Regions from separate parts of the Macaca mulatta genome. Here region 1 is linked to region 2. The links are chromatin contacts, called in public Hi-C maps. All regions are on one chromosome and are shown on one strand. Each heading gives the region's core, a stretch centred on a gene start, on an enhancer-like site or on the middle of the called end of the contact. The rest is flanking DNA. Distances are from core to core; before and after follow the strand shown.

Region 1 (6,540 bases), core at 2,745-5,244, 110 kb before region 2:
CTGTTTCTAGTGCAACAGATGTTTAATCATCAGAACAATGGACCAACTAGGAAAGATTTCCACAGAAAATACATTACAGAGCAGTGTACCCTTTTAAACAGGGTTAAACTAAATGATCATGTCTTTTCACTTAATGTGGTTTGGGGTAGCCACAATGTCTGAAAACAGACAACTGTCCATAATAAATAGCTTATTGTTATGACATGTTTTTTTGTTTTGTTTTGTTTTTGTTTTTTTTTGAGACGGAGTCTCGCTGTGTCACCCAGGCTGGAGTGCAGGGGCTGGATCTCAGCTCACTGCAAGCTCCACCTCCTGGGTTTGCACCATTCTCCTGCCTTAGCCTCCCGAGTAGCTGGGACTACAGGTGCCTACCACCATGCCCGGCTAGTTTTTTTTGTATTCTTTTAGTAGAGACGGGGTTTCACCATGTTAGCCAGGATGGTCTCGATCTCCTGACCTCGTGATCCACCCGTCTCGGCCTCCCAAAGTGCTGGGATTACAGGCTTGAGCCACCGCGCCCGGCCAGCTGTTATGACATGTTTAATGCGCTGTCCCTCACTAGGAATTCTTAGTTCAATAGGTTGTGCAAAACTGCAGTGCACGGTGTGCACTAAAGCAACGTTCCCAGCATCTGCTGCACCTGTGTCCACCATACATGGCTGCAGATGATTTATGTGTCCAACTTCCAGGGTGTAAATTTATGCCTTTATCAATATTTCCAGACTTCTTTTTTTTTGGAGACACAGTCTCACACGAAGGCTGGAGTGCAGTGGTGCGGCACCGCTTATTGTAGCCTTGACCTCCCGGGCTCAAACGATCCTCCCGCCTCAGTCCCCAGAGTAGCTGGGACAGACAGGTCTGTGCCGCCAGGCCTGGCTAATTGCTGCCTTTTTTTTTTTTTTTTTTTTTTGGTGAAGATTGTATTGCCAAGGCTGGTCTTGAACTCCCGGCCTCAAGTGATCCTCCCACCTCAGCCTCCCAGAGTGTGGGATTACAGGCATGAGCCACCATGTCTGGCCTTGGTTTTGAACTAGATTTTTATTTAAAATAGGTTTCACACTGGCCGGGTGCAGTGGCTCATGACTATAATCCCAGCACTTTGAGAGGCTGAGGCGGAAGGATCACGAGGTCAGGAGATCAAGACCATCCTGGCTAACACGGTGAAACCCCTTCTCTACTAAAAATACAAAAAATTAGTCGGGCATGGTGGCAAGCACCTGTAGTCCCAGCTACTCAGGAGGCTGAGGCAGGAGAATGGCGTGAACCCGGGAGGCAGAGATTGCAGTGAGCTAAGATGGCCGCACCGTACTCCAGCCTGGGCGACAGAGCGAGACTTCATCTGGGAAAAAAAAAAAAAAGGTTTCACACTGATTTCAATAAATCAGGCATTCCAGAACACAATGTTTAGGGTGGCAATTATATGTTGACTTCTTAATACTCACAAGCGATAAAGATCTTTTCCAAATAAGCAAAAAAAGTAGTCATTGTGCAATATTAGCCTCTAAGAGCAATTTCCTTTTATAGACTACAATATTACTGACAGTTTCACGCATTCTTGCTTTATAAAGAACTCCATGGGAAGAAATCTCCCCCGTCTTTCCCAGTAGACACAGCTACGTTTTCTGTCACCTGCAAACCACTGTCGCAGTACAGCGTGTCCAGAGCCAGAGAACGAAGGGGTTTCACAATTGCTTCCCCATGTGTGCCATGAGCTTGGTCAGATTTGAAACCATTCCCGTGACAGGATCAAGCTTTATAATTGTGACCCTGCCATATGGATGGTTTGCATTTTCCGAACAGGAGAGAGTGTCCTGGGTTACTCAGAGGTGTGCCATGGCGCCCTCCCTTGGCCGTTTTATAATAACCAGAACAGTCCATCTGCCCATGGACACACATTCCAAGCTCTCCACAGCCCGGTACCACCCTTATGCAAAGGATATGGATGGAACTCACATTCAGAAAGCTAGAAAATAAGGCTGTGCCAGGCACAGTAGATGAGCAATGAGAAGATGCTAATGTCTTTTCTAGAAGTATGAGTGATCCAGCTCTTTGGTTCTGAGCATTTCTGCGCTTTAGCGTTTCTCTCCCTCATTCACAGTAAAGACATCGGCAGTTCTTCCCTCCTCCTGAGATCAGAAACTGGAACGGCCACCACCTGCTCCCTGATGTTTTCACGATCTCTGCCATTTGTTACAATGACCACTTAGCCAGACATCTCGGTGCACGGATCCCCCTTAAACTGTAGAAGCAAGACCAGCCCACCACCCTTCCTTTTTAGTCCTGCCATAATTTGATGCTAGTAACACTTTGCCTACCTACTTCCAATGGTAACAAATATTTTGCAGAATGCGCAAGTTTATTCTGTAGATTGTGGTCCCTGAAGTGAGAGAAACTCTCCACCTACCAGATCTGTGACTTAGGTAACTCACTCAGTGTCTCCAAACTTAATTTCCTTGATATGGAAAATGGGGATGGAAGTTAAGAACATTGCAGGAAAGGGGACATGAGTTATAATATAAACTCTTTGCATGGTTCCTATTGGATCATTTTGCTATTATTATTGCTTGTATTTTTGTCACATTATAACCAACTTAGTTTTACCTGTTACAGTACACACAATTGGGGTTTTCTTAAAGAATTAATCAATTTAATTTATTAGCACAAAAGCTAGTGTTAAAAATTGAGTTCCAGCGGGGCACGGTGGCTCACGCCTATAATCCCAGCCCTTCGGGAGGCTGAGGCGGGCAGATCACTTGAGATCAGGAGTTTGAGACCAGCCTGGCCAACATGGTGAAACCGTTTCTACTAAAAATACAAACAATAGCCAGGTGTGGTGGCTCGTGCCTGTAGTCCCAGCTACTCAGGAGGCTGAGACAGGAAAATTGCTTGAACTGGGAGGCAGAGGTTGCAGTGAGCCAAGATGGCGCCACTGCACTCCAGCCTGGGCAACAGAGACTCTGTCTAAAAAAAAAAAAAAAAAAAAAAAAGTCCCATCTGAGAAAATAAACTGAATATTTAAATAAATTTCAAATCTTTTTTGCCACATGGTATTTAGGGGTTTCTACTAACTGACTTGGATGTTAAAGGGCTGTTTTTGTGATCTCAAAGCCATTGCCGCTTACTTTGAACAAGCTGGACTTCTGGGGTACTTCAGAGCCAACAGTTTTCTCCCTGCAGCCTGCTCCTTGCTGCTGGTTCCGAGTCCCTGAATGAAATCTGGGATCTTCATGGCTTACCTACTTACGTTCAGGAAAAAAAACGAAAAAAGAAAAAAAAAATCCTCCAGTCATCTCCAACAACAAGAGGTCTGATTTCAGTCATTAAACTGTGCAGTGTGATATCATAGCCAAATGGCCACACTGCATTGGAGAGCCAAGCATCCCCTTCCAGAACAGCCTGCCTGGGCGCGGGCCACTATGCCTGGCTAATTTTTGTATTTGTAGTAGAGACGGGGTTTACAGGCATGAGCCATCGTGCCGGGCTGCTTTTCTTTTTCAAAGAAGGTTTTCTTTATTTTCGCAATATCATTACTTGCACTATTGACAAGTACCAAATGCACACTGTATAACTACATCAAACCCATCCACCTAACAGCCCAATTCAATGTATTCGACTGTTCAGAGCCCTGAATGACATCTTGATAAAGCACCAAAAGTTGTTTCCATAAAGATCTTCAAGGTGTTTGAGCGCATCTTGCCAGACGCCCATAAAGGAAGCTGACTCTCACTGGGTTCCAGGAATTACGTGGTTACATCCAGAACAGCCAAATACCTGTGGAAAACCAATTAACTATGCTCCTCAGTTTACCCTGGAGGATGGTGGGGGGTGACGCAAAAGTTTGCTTGGAGCCTGCTTCAAGTTCCAACTTCCTTGTAGTCCTATTACAATTTAAAACGCGCTAAAATCCACGCTTGTGCATGACATTCGTGTTTCTTCAGAACACGAGGCTAAGATAACATGGATATGACGGGATGATGGGCTGTTCACAGAGAAATCCCCGTCCAGGGCACACTCAGGCCTGGCGCCTGGCCTGGCCTCCCCTGACAGGAGGAAGGTTTCTCTGGGGGGTCCAAGGCGGCACAGGGGACCCACGGCGAGGAGCCTCTGGGGGGCTCAGCGAACCCAGCGTCCACTCAAGCTCGTCCCGCGCCTGCAATCCACGCGGTGCCGGGTGGGTGCGCGGGAGCCACATCAAAGTCCCCGCACCCCGCCAAGTGCCTGGGACCCCACCGCTGTCGAGGTCTACAGAGCGGGTTTCTTGCAAATCGCATCCTTCAGCTGGAGGACCCCAGAAAGGCAGCGCTCCCGTCCAGAGTGTGCTGGTCCCGGACGCAGACCCGCTCCCGAACGCCCTGGGGTCGCGGCCTAAGGCCTGGGCATGGTAGGAGCCTGGTTTCCTCACCGCGGTGCTCACAGTCGCTGCCTCTTCCCCGGGCGCCCGGTCTGAGGCCGCCGGGTCTGTGGACGCGGATCCGAGGCGGAGCTTCCCCAGGGTGGTCTCGGCTCCCAAGTCGCTCCTGAGGAGTCTTCTGCGTCCCGCCCTTTGTCCGCGCTGGTCTCATTCCACCTGCCCGCGGCCTTCAGGAGGGGCGGCTCTCTCCGGCTGCGGCGGCCCGGCGCTCGCCCCCCTCGCCCCGAGTCCCCGCTCGCCCCGCCTCGCCCCCATCGCCGTCCTCGCCCCTCTCGCCCCGCCTCGCCCCCCTCGCCCTCCTCCGGCTTCCCGCCCCTCCCCGGGGCTCTGCGCTGGCGTCCGAGGCGCCCTCTCCGGGGACCACGGGCGGGCGCTCCGCAGCTGCAGTCCGGGCTGCCTTCACCGGGCGAGGCCGGGCGAGGAGCTGGGCCCAGAGGTATGTTTGAAACGATTCGCGTATGTGAATCTACTTTTTGAATTGTAAATTGTATGAAACCTAAATACAAATCATGTATTTCTTATGAAAATTTCCTGTCTGAATTAGGAAGTGCTATCAATACAAAATATCAGATTTCAAAAACGTAGTGCAGGCCGGGCGCGGTGGCTCAAGCCTGTCATCCCAGCACTTTGGGAGGCCGAGACGGGCGGATCACGAGGTCAGGAGATCGAGACCATCCTGGCTAACACGGTGAAACCCCGTCTCTACTAAAAAATACAAAAAACTAGCCGGGCGAGGTGGCGGCGCCTGTAGTCCGAGCTACTCGGGAGGCTGAGGCAGGAGAATGGTGTAAACCCGGGAGGCGGAGCTTGCAGTGAGCTGAGATCCGGCCACTGCACCCCAGCCTGGGCGACAGAGCGAGACTCCGTCTCAAAAAAAAAAAAAAAAAAAAAAAAGTAGTGCAAAAATAGAAGGTGAAATATTTCATTCGTGTTTATGTTGATAACATGTTGAAATGACACTACTTTGGACATACTGAATTAAATATATTAAAATTCATTTCACATATTTATTTATTTATTTGAGACGGAGTCTCGCTCTGTGGCCCAGGCTGGAGTCAGTGGCGCGATCTCGGCTCACTGCAAGCTCCGCCTCCCGGGTTCCCGCCGTTCTCCTGCCTCAGCCTCCCGAGTAGCTGGGACTACAGGCGCCGCCACCTCGCCCGGCTAATTTTTTGTATTTTTAGTAGAGACGGGGTTTCACCGTGTTAGCCAGGATGGTCTCGATCTCCTGATCTTGTGACCCGCCCGTATATATGTATATACACACGTATATTTTATTTTATTTTAATAGGAATGAGATCTCACTATGTTACCCAGGCTGGTCTCCAACTCCCGAACTCAAGTGATCCTCCTGCTTCAGACTCTCAAAGTCCTGGGAAGAATTTTTCAACATCAAAAAAATCTATTAACGTGAGCTACCACATTAAAAAGAAAAAAATCATATAATTATCTCAGTCTGTTCAGAAAGAAATTTGATAGGATTCAAAACCTACTTATGATTTTTTCCCTCTTAGCCAATTAAGACTGGAAGAAACTTTCACAACTAGTAAATTTCATATACCAAAACCTTACATCAAAATTTTACTTGGTAAAGAAAATTGCAAAGATCCTTAATTAACTAATCTTTTAAGGTCATGATTAATTAGCACAAAAATACTCTGTAATCTCCTATGGTTTAACACAGAAATACATTGTCCTAGTCAATGCCCTAGGGAAAGAAAAGGAAAGATGTAAGGATTGGAAGGTGAGAATAAATTGCCATCATTTGAAGATGATATCACCATCTACCTAGAAAGAAACCGCTGGCTGGGCACAGTGGCTCATGACTCTAATCCCAGCACTTTGGGAGGCAGAGGCGGAGGTCAGAAGTTCGAGATCAGCCTGGCCAATATAGTGAAACCCAGTCTCTTGCTACTAAAAATACAAAAATTAGCTGGGCGTGGTGCCGCATGCCTATAATCTCAGCTATTCAAGAGATGAGGCAGGAGAATCACTTGAACCTGGGAGGCAGAGGTTGCAGTGAGCTGAGATCATGCCACTGCACTCCAATCTGGGGGACAGAGTGAGACTCTCTCAAAAAAAAAAAAAAAAAAAAAGAAAAAAAGAAACCAGCTGGGTGTGGTGGCTCA
Region 2 (7,281 bases), core at 1,908-4,407:
GAATTATCATCCCAACAACAGCCGTCCCTCGCTCTGTCCTGAGGAGCCTCAGGTGTGGCCCATCCACCCCCTCAGTGTTTTCCTCTGTCCTGGGGACCCTCAGGTGTGGCCCATCCACCCCCGCAGTGTTTCCCTCTGTCCTGGGGACCCTCAGGTGTGGCCCATCCACCCCCTCAGTGTTTTTCCTCCCGCGTTCTCTATGTTTTGTTTCCAATCTTCCCATACAGGTGGAGAGAGGAGGGGATCCCATTGCCTGTGAGGAGGACACGGCTCCTGGGTGGGCCCTGCAGATTGTGAAGTTCAAGTCACAGCTCCTGGGAAGGTCTCTGTGTGTCAAGATCGTGGGGGCAAGACAGATGCAGGGACCACACTGTGCCCTGCTCTGTACCTCTGAGTGTTGATCCAGCTGCCTTGTGACCAGGACACTTAGAAGAACCGTAGATCCTGCAAGAGGGCAGGTTTGGAGAGCGAGATGAGCATGCCTGAGGGATTAAAGTGTAACTTGAACCACTGCCTTGCAAACTGCGTGAGGGTGTGCAGGTGTGTGTGTGCTGGGAGGATGTTTAGCAGCCTCATGGAGGGGTAACTGACATACGAGAGAACAAGGCTGGGCGTGGTGGCTCACGCCTGTAATTCCAGCACTTTGGGAGGCCGAGGTGGGTGGATCACCTGAGGTCAGGAGTTTGAGACCAGCCTGACCAACATGGTGAAACCCCATCTCTACTAAAACTACAAAAAATTAGCCAGGTGTGGTGGTGGGTGCCTGCCGAGATTGTGCCACTGCACTCCAGCCTGGGCAACAGGAGTGAAACTCCGTCTCAAAAAAAATTTTTTTTTGATCAATTTTGACACACATACGCACCTGCAAAACCATGAGCATAGTGAAGACCAGGAGCAGCACTACTCCCCAAGCTTCCTTGTGCTTCTTTGGAATCCCTCCCTACAGCCCCTCCCACCCCACCCCACCCCATCCCACCCCATCCCATCCCATCCCATCCCAAGCAGCCACTGATTTGCTTTCTGTCACAGTCAGTAGATTTGCAATTTCCTTAATACCATTTCTGAGCCCAGGAGGCAAATACTTTCTTCTTATTGGGTGGACCTTTCATCGCATATTTAAGCTTTTGAATTCAGCGGGTGAGAGAATGAGAAAGAAAAGGCTGGTCTGGGTCACTCCTGGGAGGCCTGGCCCTAACCACAGTGTGGCTCACGTGCCCCGGAGCCGCTGTGCACAGGACAGCCCTGACTGCCCTTCTACAAGCTTTGTAGCTCCCCCATTACCTTTCCTGGACCAGCTGGGACAATCTCAAACTTTTCACCAATTCTGACATCTAAACAACTCATGCCAGAGACAGGCGCTGTGGAACCAGCAGGTGCGACCTCAGCTCCGGTCCCCGGAACACTGAGCTGTTAAATGAAAGGTGCGTCCTTCCTTCTCCCTTCCCAGGGAGAATGCTCTGCTCGTCTTCCTGCTGGATCCCTCCTCTACCTGCTTCTCTCCCACCTCCTGCAGCCCCTGGAGCCCCATGGCAATGCAGGCAGACTCATCTGTACCCTCATTCTGTTTGCAGAACCACATCTCTGAGCTAGCTCTGCCCAAGGACACCACACCTTCTCCATTCCTCATGCCCTGTCCCTGTGGGGTGCAGGTGAGGCTGGGATGGGGCACCCGCCTGGCCCACAGTGGCATCAGGCTCACTCTCTCTAATGCAGGAAGCGTTTCAGATGCCGGGAGCCATGGAAATTGTCCTCATCCCAATCATCTGGCTTGGCAAATGATGATGAAGACAGTTTTCCCTCAAGGTAGGTGTAGCCTCTGTGACAGTGCCTTGTTTATTTTCTAGCACAAAATCGGCATTAGAACAGTGGGACTTTGTAGGCATATGGAGATTTTTAAGGTTTCTTAGGAGGCAGGTAAAAATTTCCTCAATAAGACAAACAGAACACTATCCCAAAAGAAAATGATTGATACATTGGGTGATAGTAAAATTAAGAGTTTTTTCGTCATTAAGAGAGTAAAAAGATGGGGCCAGGTGTGGTGGCTCATGCTGTAATCCTAGCACTTTGGGAGGCCAAGGTGGGAGGATCACTTGAGGTCAGGAGTTAGAGAACAGCCTGAGCAACTTAGCAAGACCTTTTCTCTACAAAAAATGAAAAATTAGCTGGGCGTGGTGGTGCATGCCTGTGGTCCCAGATACCTGGGAGGCTGAGGCAGGAGGATCACTTGAGCCTGGGAGATTGAGGCTGCAGTGAGCCATGATTGTGCCACTGCACTCCAGCTGGGGTGACAGGGTGAGACTCTGTCTCTTAAAAAAAAGAGGCGGGAATGGAGGAGGGTGAATCACAGGTAGAGTATAAAGAGAATTCCTGTACATTAATAAGAAAAATGCATGCAGGGCTTAATACCTAGATGACGGGTTGACAAGTGCAGCAAACCACCATGGCACATGTTTACCTGTGCAACAAACCTGCACGTTCTGTACATGTGTCCCAGAACTTAAAGTAAAATTTTTTTAAAAATTAAAAAAGCTGGCAGACCAATAGGACAATGGGTGAAAGAAATAAAGAGGGACAAAAAAGGGAAGGAGGAGGGAGGAAGGGAGAGGAAAGAACAAATGAACAGCCAAAGGGCCAAAAAGCATATAAAACATGCTCAACCTCATAAGCTATCAAATTTAAACCACAGTGAGAAACCAATATTACACCTACCAGAATGGCTAAAATTAAAAACACTGTTGATACCAAGTTTGGGCAAGAATGTGAAGTAACTGAAACTTCATATGCTGCTTTTGGGAATGTAAAATAGCACAACTACTTTGGAAAACCCTTGGGTAATACCTACTAAAGGAGACCGCACCTGTGATCCCCACATTCCACTCCTATGCATAGACCCAAAAGAATTGTGCACTGTACATGTGTTCACCAAATTATGTGCACTAGAGTGTTTGTATCAGCACAATTCACAGTAGCCCCAACTTCCAACAGGAGAATGGATAAGTACCTCTCAGTATATTTATAGAGTAAAATTCTTACAGCACTGAAAATGGATGAACAGCTGCCATGCACAGTTGGTGAATCTCAGCAACATAATGCTGAGCAGAAGAAGCCAGACACAAATGAATGCGTACTGCACGATTCTGTTTCTGTGACGCTCTAAAACAAGCAAAAGAAACATCTGGTGAGAAGTCAGGATAGCAATTATCTTAGTGCTCTGGGGGAGGGTGGCTCTGGTAATATTCTATTTCTTGATCTGAGGGCTGGCGTTCAGACGTATTCACTCTACGATAATTTACCAAGCTGCCCTCTGGGGATTGGTGGTTTCTCTGTATGAATATTATACTTCAATTAAAAAAAATAGTCCCCAGCACTTTGGGAGGCTGAGACGGGAGGATCACGAGGTCAAGAGATCGAGACCATCCTGGCTAACATGGTGAAACCCCGTCTCTACTAAAAAATACAAAAAACTAGCCAGGTGAGGTGGTGGGCGCCTGTAGTCCCAGCTACTCCGGAGGCTGAGGCAGGAGAATGGCATAAACCCGGGAGGCGGAGCTTGCAGTGAGCTGAGATCCTGCCACTGCACTCCAGCCTGGGCGACAGAGCGAGACTGTCTCAAAAAAAAAAAAAAAAAAAAAAGTCAACAAGAAAAACCTAACAATCAAATTAAGAAATGAGCAAGGCCAGGCACGGTGGCTCACACCTGTAATCCCAGCACTTTGGGAGGCTGAGGCAGGCAGATCACCTAAGGTCAGGCGTTCGAGACCAGTCTGGCCAACATGGTGAAACCCTGTCTCTACTAAAAATATAAAAATTGGCCGGGTGTGGTGGCATGTGCCTGTAGTCCCAGCTACTTGGAAGGCTAAGGCAGGAGAATCACTTGAACCCAGGAGGTGGAGGTTGCAGTGAGCCGAGATCACGCCATTGCACTCCATCCTGGGTGACAGAGCAAGACTGTCTTAAAAAAAAAAAAAATGAGCAAAGGACTTGAATAGACATTTCTCCATACTCAGCATCACTAATCATTAGGGAGATGGAAATGACAACAAGATACCATTTCACTCCTGCTACATTGACTAGTATCAAAGAAAACCCAGAAAATAACAAATGTCGGTGAGGATGTGGAGAAACTGGAAACCGTTGTGCACTGCTGGTGGAATGTAAAACAGTGCCACCCATCTAGGAAACAGTATGGCAGTTCCTCGAGAAATTATACCGCTCCAGCAATTCCACTTCTGGGTATATATCCCCCCAAAATTGAAAGCAAGGAAATAAAGAGACACTCACCCACCCCTGTTGATAGCGGTGTTGTTCACAATAGATAAAAGGTGGGAGCAGCTCGGCCGGGCGTGATGGCTCACACCTGTAATCCCAGCACTTTGGGAGGCTGAGGTGAGCAGATCACGAGGTCAGGAGTTTGAGACCAGTCTGACCAACATGGTGAAACCCCGTCTCTACTAAAAATACAAAAAAATGTCCAGGCGCAGTGGCTCATGCCTGTAATCCCAACACTTTGCGGGGGCCAAGACAGGCAGATCACCTGAGGTCAGGAGTTTGAGACTCGCCTGGCCAGCATGGTGAAACCCTGTCTCTACTAATAAGGAAGGAGACCACTACTACTCCTGCTGCTCTCCTCCCCCGCACCTTGCCTAGTTCACAAGACAGGAGGAAGGAGAGAAAGAAACAAAAGAAAGATAAATAGCCAGACAACCTTGGCACCACCACCCGGCCCTAGGAGTTAAACAAAATAATAACATCAACCCCTGGCCTAAACTACTTGTGTTATCTGTAAATTCCAGACACTGTATGAAAAAAGCATTGTAAAACTTTCTGTTCTGTTAGCTGATGCATGTAGCCCCCAGTCACGTTTCCCACGCTTGCTTGATTTACCACGACCCTTTCACGTGGATCCCTTAAAGTTGTAAGCCTTTAAAAAGACCAAGTATTTCTTTCTCGGGGAGCTCGGCTCTTAAGATGCGAGTCTGCCGACGCTCCTGGCCAAATAAAAAACCTCTTCCTTCTTTAATCCGGTGTCTGAGGAGTTTTGTCTGCGGCTCGTCGTGCTACATTTCTTGGTTCCCTGACTGGGAAGCGAGGTGATTAAGGGATGGTCGAGGCAGCCCCTTAGGCAGCTTATGCCTGCCCTGTAGAGCACCCCTGCGGGGGACTCTGGCCAGCTTGAGCGATGCGGATCCAGAGAGCTCTCCCGGGTAGGCATTTGCCCCGGTGGAATGCCTCCTCAGAGCAGTGCACAGCAGGCCCCCGTGGAGATTCAAGGCAGTGGCTGAACACCGGGAAGGAACTGGCACTCTAAGTCCGGACATCTGAAACTTGCTAAAACTGGTCTTTGGAACTCGCCCACTCCATTTGAGTGGGCGTGCCTGTACCGGCACTTTGGTTTTTGTTTTTGACTTGACTTGAATTAATTGCTTGATACTTTGGTTTTTGTTTTTGACTTGACTTGAATTAATTGCTTGATACTTTGGTTTTAATTTTGACTTGAATTGCTTGATAAACAGACGTGCCTTTATTGGCACTTTTGTTTTGGTTCTGATTTTGACTTGGCTTAAATTGCTTGACGAACAGGTGTGCCTTTAACAACACTTTGGTTTTAGTTTTGATTTTAATTTAGTGTAACTTAGATGAGTGAGTGACCTTTTACCCTTTCCTTCTTGTAGTGTAAATGTTGTTTTGTCTTGAGAAAAAAATAGGTCAGACACAAAGTAAGCCTACTCTGCTAGGAACTGTGTTAAAACATTTCAAAAAGAAAAATTTCAAAAAAATAAAAGTCATCAAATCATCAAAACTTACTCTATTAAAATGCATGTTACAGAACCTTAAAAAAGGTTTTGCAGGAGATTGTAGAGTTAAGTTAACCCCCTAGAGATTAAGATCTCTGTGTAAATTAGAATTGCCCTCTGTTGGTGTTGGACGGCCCACCGAAGGAACTATAGACGGGAACAACTGGCCATGTATTTAAGGTGGTGACGGGTCGGAGGACAGCCAGTGTACCTAGATCAAATTCCTTTATATTGACTCATGGTTAAATATAATGTAGACAAAACCAGCATAAATTTAGCCCTGTTTAACAGCTTATTGCAAAAAAGCCAAAAGTAAAAGTAAGAGCAGCTTTACCAGCAGACAGAGTTAAAAAGGGAGTCCCAGAAACAGCAGGAGAAGTCAGTTTTGCAGGAGCCGCCAGAGATCATAGAAATTCTTTCTCCACATGTCCCAGCCTACCCCACTTTACCGAGGCCAACAGCCCCCTCAGAAACGGGATTCAGGAGCTAACACGCCCCAGGTCTCTATAGGCCAAGGAAGGAAGTCAAGATAGTCAAATGGCCGTCTCAGATCTGGTCTTGCTGGAGCTATGCAAATGCCTCTCAGGGAGACGCGAGGACCTGTCTATTACAATGACCAGGCCCACAACCGGGGCGGAGGGGCAACAGACTTTCATCTACCAGCCCTTTTCAACCATTGATCTACTAAACTGGAAACACCCTGAACCCGCCGCCTTGCTCCCGGCAGCTAGAGCCCTGTCGACATGACTGTGTAGAGGTGTTGGACTCCAGTTTACTCCAGCAGACCTGACCTCCGGGACCAGCCTTGGGCATCAGTAGACCAGGAGCTATTCGTGGACGGGAACAACTTCATCAACCCACAAGGAGAGAGATGTGCAGAGTGTGCGGTGGTAACCCTGGACACTGTCGTTAAGCTGAGCTCATTGCTTTAATTTGGGCCTTAGAACTCAGTGAAGGTAAGACTGTAAACATTTACACTGACTCTCGGTGTGCCTGTTTAACCCTCCAAGTGTATAAAGAATTATATAAAGAAAAGAGCCTGTTAAACTCTAGAAAAAAGGGAAAAAAAACACCCAGAGAATGCAACTCAGTTTCAGCGTTTGCAGAGGTACTGAGAAGCACTTCTGCAGAGGCTAAGAGTTGGTAGAAAAAAAGCAAGTAATAGAAAAAAAGATTTCAAAAATGCTTCAAGGAGCTGACAAAAGCCTAAGTCAGTTTTATAAGAGACTCTATAAAGCATTCTGGCTTTACACCCCATTTAACCCTGAGGCTGCTGAAAATCAGTATATAGTGAATACTTCATTTGTAAAGCAAGCCCAGGGTAACATCAAGCAGAAACTGCAGGCATGAATACCACCTAGTCTAGAAAAGTGGCCACCAAGGTGTATGTTAACTGTGACCAAGAAACAAAACTGGAAAAGAACAAAAGAAAAAGACTAAAAGTAAGTGTAAAAAAAAAAAATTAGCAATGTAAGAGGACATGGAC

Evidence for each region. A called contact is a pair of places that touch in the nucleus more often than the background predicts.
Region 1: a contact with region 2 is called in a Hi-C map of sperm, with 8 times the contacts expected there. The contact joins two enhancer-like sites. A contact is called at or near these places in 6 of 14 Hi-C or Micro-C datasets (CD4 T cells, fetal cortex germinal zone, fetal cortical plate and 3 more).

Annotation. Positions count from the first base shown.
Region 1 is chr6:188,606,340-188,612,879 of T2T-MMU8v2.0, reverse strand. No RefSeq gene overlaps it. Among named protein-coding and RNA genes, the nearest start is that of HNRNPH1, 24 kb to the right of the region's middle. Within about 2 kb of position 3,994, at least 2 of the 40 cell types and tissues checked have an H3K27ac peak or open chromatin away from gene starts, as enhancers often do.
Region 2 is chr6:188,490,352-188,497,632 of T2T-MMU8v2.0, reverse strand. It overlaps LOC144329613 (a long non-coding RNA gene), which reads left to right. Exons shown (of 3, transcript XR_013395041.1): 1 at 1-52; 2 at 228-1,803. Among named protein-coding and RNA genes, the nearest start is that of RUFY1, 9.9 kb to the left of the region's middle. Within about 2 kb of position 3,157, at least 3 of the 40 cell types and tissues checked have an H3K27ac peak or open chromatin away from gene starts, as enhancers often do.